Regions from separate parts of the Mus musculus genome. Here region 1 is linked to region 2. Evidence: chromatin contacts called from public HiChIP or PLAC-seq data. All regions are on one chromosome and are shown on one strand. Each heading gives the region's core, a stretch centred on a gene start, on an enhancer-like site or on the middle of the called end of the contact. The rest is flanking DNA. Distances are from core to core; before and after follow the strand shown.

Region 1 (3,892 bases), core at 823-3,322, 2.0 Mb before region 2:
CAGACTGAGATCATTTTAATGTGGTTTAAGAAAACAGAAAAGTGCATTATACTTTATGAGACTATTTGTATAAACTGACAACATGACTGCTTCATAGTTTGGTTAAGGGGAGGGTTTTGTTGTAGATATGAGAGAGTGGCCAGAGGCATCTGGAAGAGTCCAGAGCACAGACTGAACATGCCGGAGAGGGAAGAATAATAGCAGAGGATAAAATATAGAGGAAACAGCCAGAATAGCAGGGTCATAAGGAGGAGTAGCTTGGGAGAGAAACACCCGAGGGCTGGAGTTTACAGTAGAGGAGAGGTAAGAAGGGCAGGACACTAGCGTGGACTGAAATGTGCCACAGGATCTTGGGATACCAGCATGTGCTTTGATATACAGTTAGGCAACGTAGGTAGCTATATCTCCTTTTTGCCAGAAGTGAGGGAAATGACATTTTTGGTAGAGGGCCCCTGGCTTCACAAGTTCCTGAAGAATGCTGTTTTTTTTTTTTTTTTTTTTTTTTTTTAATCTAACTTCCAGAAATCCTCCTATAGTCCAGGCTGAGCTCATTTCTGGATATTTGAACTGCCTTTTGCAGTTTGGGAAGTTTCCTTTGGACCTGACACATTTTGTTGTTGTTCTCTTTCCTCCTCCTCTTCCTCCTGTCTTTCTTTCTTTCTTTCTTTCTTTCTTTCTTTTTTTAACTGTTTTAAGATGAGTACATTGTTGTTGTCTTCAGGCACACCAGAAGAGGGAATCAGATCCCATTACTGATGGTTGTGAGCCACCATGTGGCTGCTGGGAATTGAACTCAGGACCTTTGGGAAAGCAGTCAGTGCTCTTAACCACTAGGCCATCTACCCAGCCCTCCTTCTGTCTTTCAAGACAGAGTTTCTTTGTGTGGACTTGGCTGTCCTGGAACTAGCTCTGTAGACCAGGCTGACCTCCAGAAATCTGCTTGCCTCTGCCTCCTTCCCCTCCCTCTCTCTAGGAGGAGAGCTTGGCACTACTAAGAAAGGGCATTTGACCTAGTTAAAGGTGAATAGGAAAGGGGGGGGGGAATGTCAGAGAGTCTGACTGGAAGAGGCTACATTTAAATGGATTTATTTTAATTTTTTGCATGTGTTTGATGTATGTATGTTAGGCAGAGTCTTCTATAGATAGCCCAGGCTAGCCTCAAACTCAGCTGTCCTTGAACTCTAGAACCTCTTAAATGAATACAAGCGCTGTTGAGATTATAGGAATGTGTCACCACGGCCAGAAGAACATATCTTCCTCTTCCTCCTCCTCCTCTTTTTCCTCCTCCTCCTCCTCCTCCTTCTCCTCCTTCTTCTTCTTCTTCTTTTGGTTTTTCAAGACAGGGTTTCTCTGTGTAGCCCCGGCTACCCTGGAACTCACTCTGTAGACCAGGCTGGCCTTGAACTCAGAAATCCGCCTGCCTCTGCCTCTCAAGTGCTGGGATTAAAGGTGTATGCCACCACTGCCCAGCAGAACATACCTTCTTAATCATTGATTTTACCACTTTTATCTGAAAAGACCTTGGCTACTTTTTGCGGCATTCACAACATCCAATTTCTGTGGCGAGCTATTCTTAACTGCTCGCAGTAGCCAAGGGCTCTAGTCCATGGGAAGGTAACCTAATTCACCCAGATGGAACCAGTCCAGTTGTGTCCTTCTGGGCTCAGTGAACTCTCACCTTGGGCAGGCAGTGGCAAGTATGCATCACTCTCCCTTAATTTTGGTGCCTCCGGGGCTCACCCACAGGGTCACTGGAGCAACAAAAGGGGTATTCTCTCGAGAGGGCCAGCTCACCATGTGGTTGAGCATAAGTGAACATATGAGGCCATCCCAAAGTTCCGGCCTTGGCTCTACGGCTTGGGACAGTGAGAGGTGCAGACAGGCCAGGCCTTGGCCACTTGGGCACCGCGGCTTGGCACATCCAGCCCACAGCCACAGCAAACTAAGTGCAGCTCTAGCTCTGTACAGGGACCTTCTCAAGGATCCTAGCGGGCGGGGCGGGGCGAAAGCAAGACAAGAAGGAGGCGTGGCTAACACAGCACGACCCGCCCCAAAGACGCTCCGCCCCCTCAAGTGACGTCACCGGCCAGCCAGCGGGCGCCATTTTGAAAGTGGAGTCGCCTGTCCCTGCCGCCGCGGCCGCCGTCGCTGTCCTAGCCGCCGCTGCCGCCGCCACTACTACCGCCGCCGCCGCCGCTACTGCCGCCGCTGCCGTCTCCACCGCGAGAGAAGGAGCACGAGACGGGACGCCCCTGAGTGAACGCCACCATCCTGCCGACCGCTCCACCCGGGCCGCTTCCTTTCCGCCCCGGTCCCGGTCCCCTCCCCCCTCAGGTGCCATCCGCCTCCATCCGCGCCCTCGATCCCCCCATCCCCAGGTGTGGGGGCTGAGCCCCGGTCGCGGAGACCCCGACGAGCCCGGCAGGGTCACCATTTGCAGCGCGACATGGCAGGTAAAGAAGAAACGGCCCTTGGGCGGCTGACAGGGTGCCGTGCCGCTTCCTCTGCGCGCTCTCCGTCACCCCCTAGCGACCGTGGTGGCGGGGCCTCGGCCTGGGGCGCTGGCCGAGTGTGGGGCGGGCGGGCGGGCCTGGCACTGAGCTGGGACTGTGGGGCCTGGAGGCCGGGCCCGGGGCCTGGCACTACAGGAACACGGCACGGGTGCGTTGGGGGTGGGAGACGGCGTGGGTGGGGCGGGTGCAGGCGTGCAGATGGGTCCCCTCTGCACCCTGCTCCCTCCGCTCTTCCTTACATATTCATTCCTCTTCCCGGTCTACTGAGAACCTTTCTGTAGAAATGTATTCTGGACCGATAAGAAGGAAGACAGCTTTGCAAGTTAAAATACAATGGAGGCATACCCCCACCCCCCCAACTCACGGTCACCCCCCCCCCAACCCCCAGCACCACACAAACATTAATGGGGTAGGTCAGGTTTTGAGGGTGTAAGCCTGAATTTCGTTTTCGATTTTGCTCCCTTCCCGTGTCTTATTTTTTTGCCACTCACGAATGCTAAGCCTTTAATAGAAGTTGCAAGGATTGGGGTGGGGGCTGGGTGGGAGAGAAAGGTAATTTAAACTTTGCATTTTGCACGGTAGCGTTTGGGCAGATGTCCTTTTCCCAGAAGGGTTTCTTGGAGTTAAAATAGTTGTGGAGTTCGCCGATATAAATAGCCAAAGGGAGAGGGATTTTATAAAACCTTGCTGAGGGGGGACGGGGGGGGTGCGGGGGGAGAAAGCCTGATTGAGAATAATTTAGCAAGGAATGGGTAAAGGAAAAGCGAGGTTTAATGTCGTTTGAGAGTCGGTTATCTTTGTACAATTTAGTCTTGAAGCCCTTCCTCTCATAGAGTAATTCTGGATTGAGATTGAGTTTCTTTTCCAGAAATCCCGGGGTGCCCCCATCCCCCCATTTCCTCTTCAGTGCTGAGCAGTGAGTGTCGGAGATTAAACCAATTTTCCTTTCTTTTCAATATTTGCATAGATAATAGAACCTTTAAAGAAGTTATGCTGGACTGGTTTACAGTTTGCTATATAAACAGGCTGCCCTTTGACCTTGCTGAACAATGAAATGATAATTGGAACTGTATTGTAGGAGATGAGCAACGAATAAGGTTGCTTTTTTCTGGGTCCTTTGGATGCAGTAGGTGAATGTGGCAGGAGCAGCCTCCTTTGACCATCTCTTCCCAGGCGTGCATTTCCGCCCCTTTTCCTCTGTCTGCAACCAGTGATTTGCTCCTAACGAATGCAAAGAAATGGGTGTTGTGTTTGCTTAGTCCACATGAATCATCCTCTCAGGCAGTAATGTTCCCGAAGTTTTCTCTTCGTTCTATATTTCATGGTAGTTTAGCCTTATAACTCTTTTGTAGGCCTTTTGTACATTTAAAGGAAAACTA
Region 2 (4,067 bases), core at 923-3,422:
TGGGGGTGAGATTTAGGTGGAAAAACCCAAAAACCTACTGTTGGGAGAGAAAGACAGAGACGCTCCTGTCCAGCGGGAAGGGTCCTCTCCCCCCCAACCCCCGGGGGCTGGAACCCCACTGAGCAGCGTCACTGCCTGCAAGTTAATTGGGCTTTAGCGGATGGAGGCAGGAAAGAGGATGAGTTACCCAGTTCAGCTTTCATGCCAGGTGTCGAGGTCCTTGCAGTTTGGGTCACAGCCTCAGTATGGCGTCCAGGAAAGGGGTAGGAGACGACGACCTCCTTCCTGGCCTCTCCAGCCTGGTGGCACTTGGCTTAGGCACTTGTGGCATCTTTGACCTATTTCCAGCCTTTAGCCAAGAAAAGGCCGATCACTCCCTGCGCCCCAGCCTTGTCTAGTCAATTTCTACCTCCTGCGCTCATCAGTGGGAGAGAGGAGCGTTACATGTCCCCAGAAAGGGAAGGAGGAAGGATGGTTCGATGGTTAGTTGTTGTCAACTTGACACAAGCTAGGATCTTCTGAGAAGAGGGAACCTCAGGTATGGGTGGGTAGCACGTGCCTTTAATCCCAGCAGAGGCAGGCAGATCTTTGTGAGTTTCAGGCCAGCCGGGTCTACATAGTGAGTTCCAAAATAGCCATGTAGAGGGAGACCTCAAAATGTTCTCCCCCAAGTGGAGAGAGGGAGGAGGGAAGGGGGGAAGGGAGAAACTCGTCTATCAGATTGGCCTGTGGGCAAGTCTGGGGCAGACCCAGCCTATTATGCACAGAGCCACCCTTGGGCAGGTGGTCTCTAGTGTAAAAAAGAAAAAAAAAAAAAAAAGAAAAAAAGAAAACTGAGCCAGCCATGGGAAACGAGCCAGTGAACAGCCTAACTTCAAGGCCTCTGTTTCAATTTCTGCCTCCAAGGGCCCTGCCCTGCTTTAAAGTTTATGCTTCAGCTTCTTTCAATAATAAACTGTGACTGGGATGTGTACGCCTAATAAACCCTTTCCTCCCCAAGTTGCTTTTGGTCGTGGTGTTTTATCATAGTTACAAGAGAGTAAAATAGGATAGATGAGGGAAAGAGCGGAGCCTGACTTGGAGATGGGTGGAGAGATCAGGAGATGAGGAGACTGCTCCAGAAAATCAACTGTCAGGGTTTTAAAAATGTTTTGTTTTGCAAAGGGAATGGTTAACTCAGTCTGCCGTGGGAGTGGAATCCTGTTTTCTCAGCCTCCCTGTCCTGAGCACTGGGTCTGGGTGCTCCCAAGAAGGGCAGGTGGAAGGGTCAGCAGCTGTGAAACCATCTCTGGGGTGCAGTTCTCCTTAAAGTAACAGACCACCCAAGCACAGGGATGGAAATGAGCTAACCTAGCTGGGTGTGTCTGGACTCTGTGGAGGAAGCCCTGGGGCAATAGCCTTGTTTTGGGGGACTCAAATAAATACGGAGAAGCAATCTGACTTTAAACTATACTACAATTGTTAATTTTAATAGATGAGTTTGAACTGTTTTCTAAATTAACTCGTGCTACTTTTAAAATTGATCCTATCTCCTCCCTCTTTCCTTCCCTTCTCCTCCTCCCCCCCCCCCCCCCCCCGGTCTCTCTCTGCCTCCTCTGAGCCCTCCCTGCCCCTGCCCCCCCTTCTCTCTATATTCTCTCTGTAGTAGAAGGGTCTTCCCAATTCCCAAACCACAGAGCCTGGCTTTAAAGTATTTAAAAGATACTCCTTTTAGTCCATAACTTGCAAGGTTGATTAATCTGTTTTGCAAAGCCGGGGATTTTTTTTCCCCCTAAGCATCTACTCAGCCCCGCCCTTTATTTGCAGCTAAATATTTAAAAGTGTTTCAGAACTGTGGGTCATTGCTAGCACGGGGTACCACATTTGGGCATGGGCTTATTTTTAGGTTGAGGGTTACCCAGATTAATGGGGCCTCTTCTCCAGGCTCCTGGCCCTTCTCACAATCACTGGCACCCAGCCTGCGCCTGGGATCCAGGAGGGCAGAGCCCACCGCCCCCCTCCGCCTGTGCCTTCGGACGCGTCCGGAAAGTCACGAATGTCTCTGCGCTTTCCTCTCGCTCGGCAGACGCAGGTTCGGCCGTTTCCGGCCCATCTTCGGCAAGTTCCGCCGGCGCGGGTCGGAAATGGCCGCCGGCCGGCAGGGGGAGTGGAGGATCCGGCCGGCAGGGGGAGTGGAGGATCCGGCGCGGCCTGGGAGGCGCGCAGCCGGCGGCCAGAGCGGCTTGTGGGAAGCGGACTTTCACGCAGGCAACGGCGGTGGCTCGTTACTGACTGGAAGCCGGTAGGAGTCCGGGCGGCATGGAAGCCCGAGGACCCGGGCAGGGCTGGAAAGGCTGGTGGGAAGCACCGGGCAGCCTTGAGCTTGCGGCTGTGGCGGGCGGGGGCACGAGCGGCGGTGCCTGGGAGCTGCGGCGGCGGCGCAGCCGGGTAGGCCTGCCCCGCGCGGGGGCCTCGCTCCGCTGGGGCCGGGCACTAGCGGCCCACGGGAACATCTCCCGTGGAAGCGCAGCCTTCAGCTCCCCGCGATCACTCCCACATCTGGCCGCTTCTCCTCGGCACAGCTGCGCGCCGCTGCCCGTCGGGCTCTTCTCTCCAGGTGGCCACTTCCTGCCAGGGGTCCAGGTGTTGCTGTGCTCTGTGTCCTCCCGGGGCCTGGGTGTGCCACAGCTGAGGGATTGGGGGTCCCCGTGACGCCCCACATGGAGTGACTGTTCTGTTGGCGACAGCCCCATGTCAGAGCCCGAGAAGCTGGGCAGCACCGAGTGTTTGCCCTAGTCCATAGTGAGCAGCTGCTTAGCCTCTGTTGAGATATCCACGGCCCTGAGCCCACTGAAAGTCGATGGGTGTCAGCCTCCAGCCTGGATCGCTGCTCTTTAAATTCTCAAGGCCTTTAATAGATCCTCTTCTTTTGGGGAAGAGGAAAGTCAATATGTGATTTAAGAGGTGGCAGTAAGCGGTTCTTCACTTTTGTCTTGTTCTTGTTCCACTTGGAGAGTCTGGCATTTCAAGGCTGGACTTCTTGACCCTCTCTCTTCTACCCTCCCTCCCTTCCCATCCATCCATCCATCCATCCATCCAAGCAGGCTTGGAGGTTCCTGTCTATTGCTCAACAGTTAGCTTTCCCCTCTGACTCAATGACTATAACTCTCTGTAGAGTCTGGGATGGTGGTTCTTCCCTGGGGCATTGATAATCTTGAGTGAAACTAGACTTTCTCAACAGCTTATTCCAGCAGAGGACTTTTATATAAATCGTAATGAAAGAAAAACCACTTTCTTAAACTCTTACTTGGTGTGTTAAACATATCTATTTCCTGTGAGGATTTCCAGATCTTTGCCCGTGGAGAGCCTGAAGAGCCTGAAGAGTTGACGTTAGTCTGAATGCTTTCTGGAGGAGACCTAGAATTGTGGCTATTAAGAATTGTGTGTGGGTGTTTTGTTTTGTTTGGTTGTTGGAGATAGGGTCACGCTGTAGCCCAGGCTGACCTGGAGTTCTTGGTGAGCCTGTTGCTTCAGCCTCTGCAGTGTTGGGATTATAAAGCTGGAGCCACCAAATCCAGACCTAGCATCTTCAGAATCCTTGAGACACCAGTTTGGACACCAAAGGTGAAGGTAGAACTAACAAAAAGCTTTGTGTGTGTGTGTGTGTGTGTGTGTGTGTGTGTGTGTGTTTATTCTCATCCTCACTTTCTAGAAGAAAAAACCATTATTAAGTACCTGGTGTCTGTTGGAATCTCTTAGTGATTAGGTCTGAGAGCTTTGTTTTTTGCCTGTGAGAGTAAAAGACCTCAGTAACCAGGTGGGAGAGAAAAATGGACTCTAGAAGAGAGGGGGAGGTCTAAAATAGGCTAGTAGCTTTCAGAAGGAAGTGTGCAGGTTGGAAAACGCTGTGCTGTGTGAAGGCGCTAGACCAGGGTGTGGGGTGTGTAGGCAGGCAAGAGGCTCACCAGGAGTTCCAGGCCAGCCTGCTATAAGCCATGATCTCTAGCCTAGTGGGAAAGGTCAGTGAGAGGTGGGGAAGGAGTGAAGCAGGGCCTGTCAGTTGAGTGACTGAGTTGGTTTGCTTCTTT

The links. HiChIP or PLAC-seq counts read pairs in DNA pulled down with a chosen protein or histone mark.
Region 1: an HNF4G HiChIP or PLAC-seq map of pancreatic cancer cells shows a contact between it and region 2. The contact joins the promoter of Ppp2r2a here to the promoter of Extl3 in region 2. A contact is called at or near these places in 1 of 39 promoter capture datasets (pre-B cells) and 1 of 115 datasets of contacts at active chromatin or transcription factors (pancreatic cancer cells).

The regions. Positions count from the first base shown.
Region 1 is chr14:67,070,651-67,074,542 of GRCm38.p6, reverse strand. Ppp2r2a (protein phosphatase 2, regulatory subunit B, alpha) reads left to right here and starts at 2,072. Exons shown (of 10, transcript NM_028032.3): 1 at 2,072-2,453. The coding sequence starts at 2,447.
Region 2 is chr14:65,096,211-65,100,277 of GRCm38.p6, reverse strand. It overlaps Extl3 (exostosin-like glycosyltransferase 3), which reads left to right and starts at 2,172. Exons shown (of 7, transcript NM_018788.3): 1 at 2,172-2,281. It overlaps Gm52119 (a long non-coding RNA gene), which reads right to left and starts at 908. Exons shown (of 3, transcript XR_003951142.1): 1 at 188-908.